2 separate regions of the Rattus norvegicus genome follow, and region 1 is linked to region 2. Evidence: chromatin contacts called from public Hi-C data. All regions are on one chromosome and are shown on one strand. Each heading gives the region's core, a stretch centred on a gene start, on an enhancer-like site or on the middle of the called end of the contact. The rest is flanking DNA. Distances are from core to core; before and after follow the strand shown.

Evidence for each region. A called contact is a pair of places that touch in the nucleus more often than the background predicts.
Region 1: a Hi-C map of mammary epithelial cells shows a contact between it and region 2, with 2.3 times the contacts expected there. The contact joins the promoter of Abhd17b here to the enhancer-like site in region 2. A contact is called at or near these places in 2 of 12 Hi-C or Micro-C datasets (Schwann cells and mammary epithelial cells).

Annotation. Positions count from the first base shown.
Region 1 is chr1:228,622,275-228,627,091 of GRCr8, reverse strand. It overlaps Abhd17b (abhydrolase domain containing 17B, depalmitoylase), which reads right to left and starts at 2,097. Exons shown (of 4, transcript NM_001014028.1): 1 at 1,817-2,097. C1h9orf85 (similar to human chromosome 9 open reading frame 85) reads left to right here and starts at 2,974. Exons shown (of 4, transcript NM_001007737.1): 1 at 2,974-3,114. The coding sequence starts at 3,013.
Region 2 is chr1:228,567,608-228,572,375 of GRCr8, reverse strand. The region is part of intron 2 of C1h9orf85 (similar to human chromosome 9 open reading frame 85); the gene reads left to right. Among named protein-coding and RNA genes, the nearest start is that of C1h9orf85, 54 kb to the left of the region's middle. Within about 2 kb of position 2,440, at least 15 of the 93 cell types and tissues checked have an H3K27ac peak or open chromatin away from gene starts, as enhancers often do.

The DNA.
Region 1 (4,817 bases), core at 848-3,347, 55 kb before region 2:
AAATTTTGGCACCAAATTGAAACTGCTACACTGCAATTTTACAGAGACTAAAGAAGACTGAGTAGAGACATGGCACCAAAGTCTGCTTCAACACCAAGAACTGAAGACAAGTCAAAAGATGTGGGCTCAAGTCTCAGTTCTTACTAACTTTAGGTTATTTAAGTAATTCCTTTCTCTTTTTTATTTACTTAATATGTAAAAGCCAGAAAGTCATTTTTTCCCACTCACAAGGCTGGGGTAGACAAGGCAAAGTAGAGAGAGATTCCTAACGGGGAAGGAAAGGGAGACATCATTTTGAGAATTACAAGAAAAACCACTTTTAAGAGTGTTAGTGACATAAACCAACAAAGTCAATAAACCCTAAATTTCCTTGTTAACACTGCTATAATACCAATCTTAACACACACACACACAAGCTTATCAATTAATACCTCTAAACACTGAGCAGGTGGTACAATTTTAAATGAAAGAGATTTAGATTTCTTTTTATGTGTATGAATGTTTTGTCTGCCTGCATGTTATATGTACCAGGCCTGGTGTCCATGGAGATCAGATGAGGGTGACAGATCCCCTGGAACAGAGTTAGCAATGGTTATAAGCCACCGTGTGGATCCTAGGAAGGGAACAGAGGTCTCTAAAGAGCAGTGTGTGCTAAGCAGGTGGCACATTTTTATATTACTAATGTGGACACTGATTAAGCCTAGAACTTCATGCTTGGAGTTGTAGTTCAATTCAGTGATAGAATGTGTACCAGGCACCAACTGCCTCATTCTACGGAGTTTAAGCTACTAAAACATTATCTTGTTCTAGTACTTTTCAATAAGTCCATCTGTCGGGGGAGGGGACCCTGCTTTTTCAGTTGTTTCATTCACAAGGCAAAACGAGCGATGGTACTCAAGTAAACAAGCCACGAATCAAACGGAGTATTGTACACCAAGGGACAAATTTAAAGCTTCCTAGCCTGCTGAAAATCTAATCCCATCTTTGCCAATTAACCTTATTAATACTAGAGTAGGAGAAAAGAGAGGTCAAAATACGGGCGGGCGAAGGTGCTACTTAAGTTCCTCCTAGATCAGAAACAGTAAGGAAGGCACAGCAGATACTGTATCCATTTTCAACTTCCAACACCGTCACCTTTCATGCTACTACCACTTCTCCCAAAATGAAATTTAGTAACAAGCATGGGCACCGATAATAATGGTGATATTCAAAATACCGCATTGGCTACCAGTAGATATATTACCCAAATGAATCCATGCGCCAAGCATATGCACACAAATTCTCTAAGTGTTGAAAATCCCTGTTAATGTAAACAAATGAATGTCAATCACAAACCGCACCTGATGTTCTACTCAAGACTTACTGGTTTCAAATACTGGCCCAAGATGTCCAAAATTGTCTTTATACACTGAAGGCTTGAAAAATGTAAATGAATTATCTTCGGTATCAAGCACTACAGACCGCACAAGGAATATCGTTCATAAACTCAGAAAAAATTTAAAGGTCACCCTTTCCGCGGAGCCCCGTTATTCTAATCCTTTCTTACCAAATCTGCTTCATATTGCCTTAAATCAGAGCACCACTGAAGGAACTAAATATTCTGCTTTCGACAGAAAATCTCACCAAGATTGAGGCTCTGAACGTTTTCTTTCCTTTAAAAAAAAAAAAAAAACAAAACAAAAAAAAACCAAGAAGCGGGGAGAGGTTACTCTCCCAGCGTCCTCCACACACTATAATCTAATTTGACACAACTTTCCTGGTTTAGTATTAAATACAATTTCAAACAGAACTCCCCAACTTTCAATTCAAATCCAACCTCCTTGAGTTCTCAGAGATGATCTAAGTTCAAGCCATCGAAAGCAGCTCCCGCGACAGGCGGAGCGGGATACCCTGCTCAAGCTCCGAGCGGACTCCATCTAAAATCGAGGCTGCCGGGACCAGGACACCGAGCCGAGAGCGAGGGCCCGAAGTGGCCCAGGTCCAGGGAGGGGAGCGGCGCCCGACCCCATCTTGCGGTCCTCCCTCCCGGACGCGCGGGTCTCTGTTCGGTTGCTCCGCTCCGGAGCCACTGGGCCTGGTCCCGAGCGCAGAGCGGCGACCCCCCGACGGCCCAGCAGCCGGGCCACACGCACCTGCAGCTGGGCGGCCGCGGCCGCCAACGCGCTGTCCTCCGCGGGGCGCCGCCCGCCGACTCCGCGCGCGGCCCGGCCAGGCGAGAACGCGAATGAGAGCTGCGGTGCCCGGGCGCGCTTCGTGTGGCCCCTTCACGCGCGTTCGCGTTCTGCTGACTAACGGCCCCGGCGCGAGGGGCGGCCGCCGCCGGGGCTCTCCGGCCCGAGGTCCCGTGCGGCCGTGGTTGCCGTCCGCACCGCTGGGCCGGCGCTGCCTTCTCCGCAGCCCGCCTTCCTTGGCACCTCCTAAGCCCGCCAGGCGGCGGAGCGCGCGGCCGCGGCAGGCGAGAGCTGGGAGGGCCGCGGGGGGCGAGCGGCGCACAGCGCGGCTCGAGCTGGTCACTGACTGGAGGAGGGCGCCGAAGCTGACCCGGGCTCCGGACTGCAGGCGGGCAGTGCACCGGCCTCGCCCACCTTCCACCAATCACAAACTGCGCAGCGGAGTCGCTACGCTACGGAGCCGGAGACAGGTTGGGAGCGTTCGGCAGGAGGCGGGGATTGCGGAAAAGAAGAGCCAATCGAAACGACGGATCTCCGCCCCTCCGCCGCGATAGACAGCCGCGTTCGAGCCAATGGGGGAGTTCTAGATTCGAAGAAAGCTGGACCTGCACCTTGGGTCTGAGGAAGGTTTTCCGCGAAGGGGACTGTCGAGGATGCGCGGTAGGGAAGAGCGGAGCGTGACCTCTCTAATGAGTCACGTGGGCCAACCTGGGGCTGGGACGGAAGGAGTAGAAGAACTTCTTCCGGGTCACTGGCGATAGTCTCAACCTGGGGCGGGAACTTCTTTTCCCTTTCCTGTAACTTAAGGGCTGCACCAACTTATGGTGCTTGTGTTTTGGTGATGAGTTCCCAGAAAGGCAACGTGACTCGGTCCCGGCCTCAGAAGCACCAGAATACGTTCACCTTCAAAAATGACAAGTTTGATAAGAGTGTTCAGACCAAGGTAGGCCCCTGCCTGTTGTACTGACTACCATCCCAGGAAAAAGTGGTTGGAAGGGGGAGAGAGAGAGAAACGGAGAAGAGTTGGCGAGCGTGGACTGCAGCCCAGTTAGTCTTGGCTGCAGTGCAATCGTGCCTAAAATATTCTTCCCACGCCCTTTCTTTGGCTTGGCTCCATTCCGTGAATACATCTCATGGTCAGTACATCTCACTAGTGGTGCCAAGACTGGACAGGGCAGCCTGAATTCATCCAACCTAAGGTACCGATGGTGCGATTGAGCCCTTGGATGCCCCCATCTAGATCACGTCCATGCAACAAGAACATGAAAGCTCTCGCCCCAGTGTCTCTTGCAATTTTTCTCAAAGTTTGTGCAGCTACTGTTTTTCGAAAACTCCCAAGCCCATAAGTTTGTAGATGGTACGATCTTATCGTCACTGCCCTCATCAACAAAATGTTATTTCACTTTGGTGTTGAGATTGTAAGAGCAAACTGTTTGACTTGAGTAAAAATAGTTGCTTGCTGTTTATACAGTTATTAAATTTCGCGGGACTTGTGTAAACTGGAAGAAAACTCAGATTGTTTAGGTCACATGAGATAATGTATGACTAGTGATTTTCTGTGGATAGCTATCTCCTTCCCCATAACTGAGTGGGGAACAGATAAACCGCTTTAGTTATCATGGAGGCCAGCTTTACATCAGATAAAGTTAATATTTACATAAACAGGAGCTCAAATTTCCTGTTTGTTTCTTGAAGTAATTTAGTAATTTCTGTGAACTTTAGCTTCAAATGAGAAATCTGATAGGATTATTCTGAAGCTAACAAAAGAGTAAGTACTCTGGGACAGACATAACAGGTGGTCAGCAGCTGATTAGAACATTAAAATGCTATCTATTTATAGTAACTTGTACTCGATTTTTCTTTCTTTGTTTCTCAGATGTTTAATAACTACCTTTCATGTGCAGGGTTCTATACCCTGGGTAGACAGTGTTAAAAAATATGGATTCTACCTTTATGGAGCTTGTAGTTCTCTGAGTAATGTGGGCAGTAATTAAACAAATCGATCTGTAATTACAGATTTCAATAGCAGTTGCTAAAAGGAAAGGCAGTTCAGTAAAGAAGAGTAAAGAAAGATGTTTTAAGTTAGGCCCTCAGAGCATGGAGTTAGCAGACACTGGGTCCATACACCTTCTTTTCCTGTATTTTAGAAAACATTATGGAATCAAAGTTGGTAAAGAAAAATGGATTAATCCACAGTTTGACCCGAACAGCAGTGTAAAGTATAATTTCCTTTCACTGCCCCTGTAGCCATCTTAAAATCTGTGGAGAGCCTTGGAAGTAAGACTAGACCATACTTAAATCTAATTGTGAGATACACTAATGAGACCTTTCCCAGGAGCAAGGAAACTGGGGCCCCAGGTTGTCTCAGCTCTCTAGTCTAAAGGCAGTTTTTAAATTCAAGACTGGACAGATAAAGGAGTGTTAGGGAACCTTCCCCTATTCCCACTCCACCTCTACCTGTTTTTAATCTTTTGAGAATGGTTCTTATTATGTAGACTAGGCTCGACATTCACTTTGCAGTGATTCTCCTGCCTCAGTCTTCTCACCATGCCTGGCTACGATAGATGCTTTTGCAAATAAAGTGTTTCTTTTTTCATATTTGAATATACTTTTTAAGAGATAAAAAGCTTGCTCTAGTCTTCCAAA
Region 2 (4,768 bases), core at 1,191-3,690:
TTAAATAAACTAAAATAAACATGTTATAGGATGAAAATACACCTACTAAAAAACCATGTCTTTGTGAACATTTTTTTAAACTATAAGAACCAAGAGACTGAACTAGATTTAAAAGACAATTTACTATAATTGTTTTATTAGGAACACTGAATATTGTTCTTAATTAAGCAGTAGACACCATGAAGTCACACCATGCAACAGATATCACTCAAGGGGTCTATCGGGAGAGGGGCATATGCCAAGGCTGGCTCTGAGGGAGAGGGTGGGAAGGGAGAGAGGGAGCAAAGAGGAGGCACTTTTATAGTGGGGTATAGCACATGCGCAATGGGAGAATAAGAGACTTTCGACCGTGGAAATGAGGCTCATTTGGCCATTGCTGGACAAGAATTGTGGCTCAATTATTTTAGATAGCACCTTTAATATACAAGTCACTATGATAAAAAAAAAAAAAGATAGGAAGAGTATTTGCTAGCAAGGAACTTGTTCGGTTGGAGTCCCAGGCTTGTCCTCCTACCCCACAGCAAATTCCATTCCTCCTCCCTCTTCAACCCCACTCACTCAGAACGCCCCACCACCAACAGAAAAGTTGCCAAAAAGCCCAGTCCTGCATTCCTAACAGCTGTCCCATTCCCCGTCATCCAAAGTCATCAACCACCCCGACACACACACACACACACACACACACACACACACACACACACACACACACACACACACATCGTTTCCCTTTGCCCACAATTTATAAAGAACTCCCCTGGCATAGTCTACTCTCAACTTCTTCCTTTCGTGTCCCCTGAAGCTGGTGAACTTGCCTGGTGGCCCAGTCTCAAATAAACCTGCCTTTTTTACTTTGAATTCAACTTGAATTGGCTTATTTATCTGGTGCAGAAAACCTACAGAATTTACTCTCTGGATATATGGGTGTACGGGCTTTTCCCAAACATAAGTGGTAGTTATTAGTAAAGGGGGAGACCTGGGCATATAGGACAAAACTGCAGTAGAATAAAACAAGAAAATCAAGAAAAGAGGTTCTGAGTCATGACTGGGCAGTGACATGTGTGATGTTTGCAGAAAACCTTGTGAAGAGTGACCTGGGAAAGAAGGGAAGGTGAGGGGAGCGCACCCACCTACCTTCCTACATCCCACCCTTACAGACAGGGCAGGTCTTACAGCTTCTCCAAATTAATTTGTTCTGTTTTGCTGTTTGAGAAGACATGGTGCTCTTTAGACACCTCGGCCTCATTTCTGCCGCCTCGGCTTCCCAGTGCAGGAATGACTGAGGCACCATGTTTCTATTCCTGCCATTCCATAACTTTGGGGAGCCATGGAAATGAATAATATTTGGGCAGTTGGAAAGATGGCTCAGAGGTTAAGAGCACTGGCTGCTTTTACAGAGGACCTTGGTTGCCACCTGTAACTCCTGTTCCAGGGCTCTGGTACCCTCTTCTGACTTCCACAGGAACCAGGCTTACACATGTCGAACAGACATGCATCCAGGCAAAACATTCATACAATAAAAATGAATAAAGAAAAAATTTTAAAAGGATCACTAATCAGCTGAGTAGAAGAAGAAAAATAGGAGGAAAAAGCAGCAGCAACCACCACTGTAGGCGTGTACGGTAAGGTGGTGGCGGTGCACACCTTTAATCCTGGCGCCCAGGAGGCAGAGGCAGAGGCAGGTAGATCTCCAAGATTGAGTCCAGCCTTGTCTACAGATCAAGTCCCCAGACAGCAAAGGCTACACAGGGAAATTTTTGTCTCGGGGGGGGGGGGGGGGGAGTGGGAGGGGACTTGGTTGACCTCAGATATATACATAATGAACAGAAAATGGACTCATTTCTGATTTGAGTACTGGATCAACTTTTTAAATTTTTATTCTTTCATCAAAATAAACATCCATTACCACTATATAAGTATTACAAGGCCGAGCCCCTCGAGTCCCTTGCCGTAAAGCATGTGAGACTGTCTCCTCGGCCTCTGCCTGTGCCTCTCATTTCCAGCATCTCACCAGTGAGGTGCTCTGACGGAGGCTAGCCTGGTCTACAGAGTAAGTTCCTGAACAGCCAGGGCTGTATAGAGTCCCAGCTCAAAATAATACTGGTAGTAATAATGACAATAATAAATAATTATTCCAGGCCAGGCTACTACTGCAATAAAGGGAGGTAGTATTTTACCTGTCTGTTAGGTTTAGGGTATGTAAAGTGGAAACACCAGGAAGTTAATTGTAACCACTATATGAGGTATTTGGAATGGAAGCAGGGTGTAAGAGTTTCCTTTAAAAGCATTTTAAAATCTAGTAGGTGCTGACCCCGTAGTTCAGCTTTAGACTCTCCTTATTGTAAACAGCATAGCTTGCCTATTGCCTCTGCAGGAAGTACTGTGAAGATCTGCCAGTATTAAGTTTCCCTCATTTGCATACCAAAGGCTGAGGCCCTGACAGTCACTGTTTACCGAGGTGCCCAGTCATCCTGTGTGCTAATACCGCATGGGCTAATTATGGCCATGTTAGACTAAAATAGCCAGGAAATCGAGGCAGAACTACAAAAGCAGCAGAGGGAAGTTTGTTCCTGTAACTATTAAAGAATGATAAGGAAAAGGCCTGAGATTTTTAACTGAATTTGTAGCCATGAACACAGTGTAATTCAGATGTCCTCGGTCCCAGTGCCACTGGCTTTTCATGCTCAGGGAAATAAGCAACTTGGGACCCATTCAGAAGAGTGCAACTCAAAAGACTTTTGCAGACTTTTAAAGATGATGTAATGAAGATGTCAGAGCTGAGCTAGTCTCCCATTCCAGTCCTACTTCTCCTGGTCATCTTTCTGCAGCTTCATTTTCAAACTGTTTTCTAGAGTTTACTGTGGTAGACTGAAAACTCCCCAGTCTCCTGGTTCAGCTCCTAAATAGTCAGCACTTACTTTTCCTTTTCTGTTTCACATTGTAAATAAACTATTCTATTTTTAAAGATGTGTGTTACTGATTCCTTTGTCAGTAAATAGGGTTTATAAGAACAATTTGTGTTTAATTTACCACTTTTCCTATTCAACCGATTAGTTGTAATATATACATAGCCAAAATAGCTTAAGTGCTTGTTTTCTGGCAGTTCTCTCTCTCTCTCTCTCTCTCTCTCTCTCTCACACACACACACACACACACACACACACACACACACACACACACACACACACGTTGGGAGTAAAGGAGGGAGAGAATATGAAAAGGAGGGAAACAGGATTGACACACATACTATAAATTTAGCAAATTTTTTCAAGGAAAAAAAGGAAATATTTAGATGAATTTCAAGTTATTTCTTACCACAAAGTGATGTGAGGTATAAGGAAAAGGACTCTGGAGTGCTTAGCGGTTCATAGCTAGTTTTAAAGATTTAAAATCACTTTATGGGTTTTATGCAATTGAAATGGCTGCCCCATTAAAGTGCTACATCAACTGTTCCCCTGTTTAGGTTGAAAACTAAGTGTTGTACTGAGTGGTTTGGGTTTTTGTTAAAAAAGCAGACCTCTGGTAGCTTGGGTCACCTCCTCTCCTTTATTCAGACGTGTGTAAAGCCTATCTTACGTATTTTGAAAGAAAAGGCACACTCACACCCCCTTGGGAGACACAAAATGAAGACTGAAGAACGTTGTCTGCCACTGACGTAGCTGACCCATGAGAACTGAGTCCCTTTCCTGTCCACTCAGGAATATTACCTGACAGAACTTGGTGTTCTGAGGGAAGGAACTTCACTTTGGAAGATGGTGCTTGCTTTCAGCAGCGTTCAGATTTCATTCTGTTCTCAGAATTGGTCATTGTAACCTCCACCAGGGCCAGGGAAACCCCCACTTAGGAATGGAGATCTTTTTTATGATGGATATCAAGAGTTCTCAAATGTTTGTGGGCATAAGAATTCATTGAAGAATTTAGCAGACTCATGGGGTCATTCCCAAGATTCTGGTTATGTAAAATGGATGGAGCCTAGGGATCTGCATTTAACACGCTCTGCTGATGTGTGATTCTTAGAGTCACCTTTGCTGGAGCAGATGGCTCCTGGCCGGAAAATAATGGAGCCATTTTAAAGATTTCCATGTGAATCTTAACACTGATAGCTCCCGTGAATACAGTTTTAACCCTGCACTAGCAACTTAGAAAACACTTAAAGATCTCTTGATTCCAGAACCTTTAGCATGAGACAGAAAATGCTTTCATTCTCTTGAATTCTCAGGAGACCTAAAGCAAGAGAGATTAGCATTATTTTAGGACGTTAAGAAATTAAAGCTGAAAATGTTATAGTCCATTGGAGTGATTGGGACTTTTTCCTTATGGTCCTGATGATGTGATCTTTAAATACAGAATAATTTAGTAAAGCCTTTTAGCGTAATATAATCCAAATATATCCAAACAGTTTACCACAAAAGTTTTAGTAACTTCTTTTACCTCCTGTTGAAGGTTTTTATTATCTTAAGTTTTGCTTCAATCTAATGTCCCACAGTTGAGGCCCTTTGTATAATTTGCAGTGTACAGCTGAAGTTTTAGCTTACAAAGTTGTTAGGTCAGCATTGGGAGGAAGATAAAGAAATTGCAATTACCCAAGAATTTCTTGTCAACTTAGAGTCAGTCTTACCCTTGCTAATGGCTGGCAAACACTGATGTGTTCCTTCCCTGTGCACTGCATTCCTGAATGCCAGACATAGGGACTCCACATTGTGGGATCCAGGGTCTCCTGCTGAGGGGGCGTCCACCAAAAGGGATACAGCGGAGTTTTATGCACTGACCA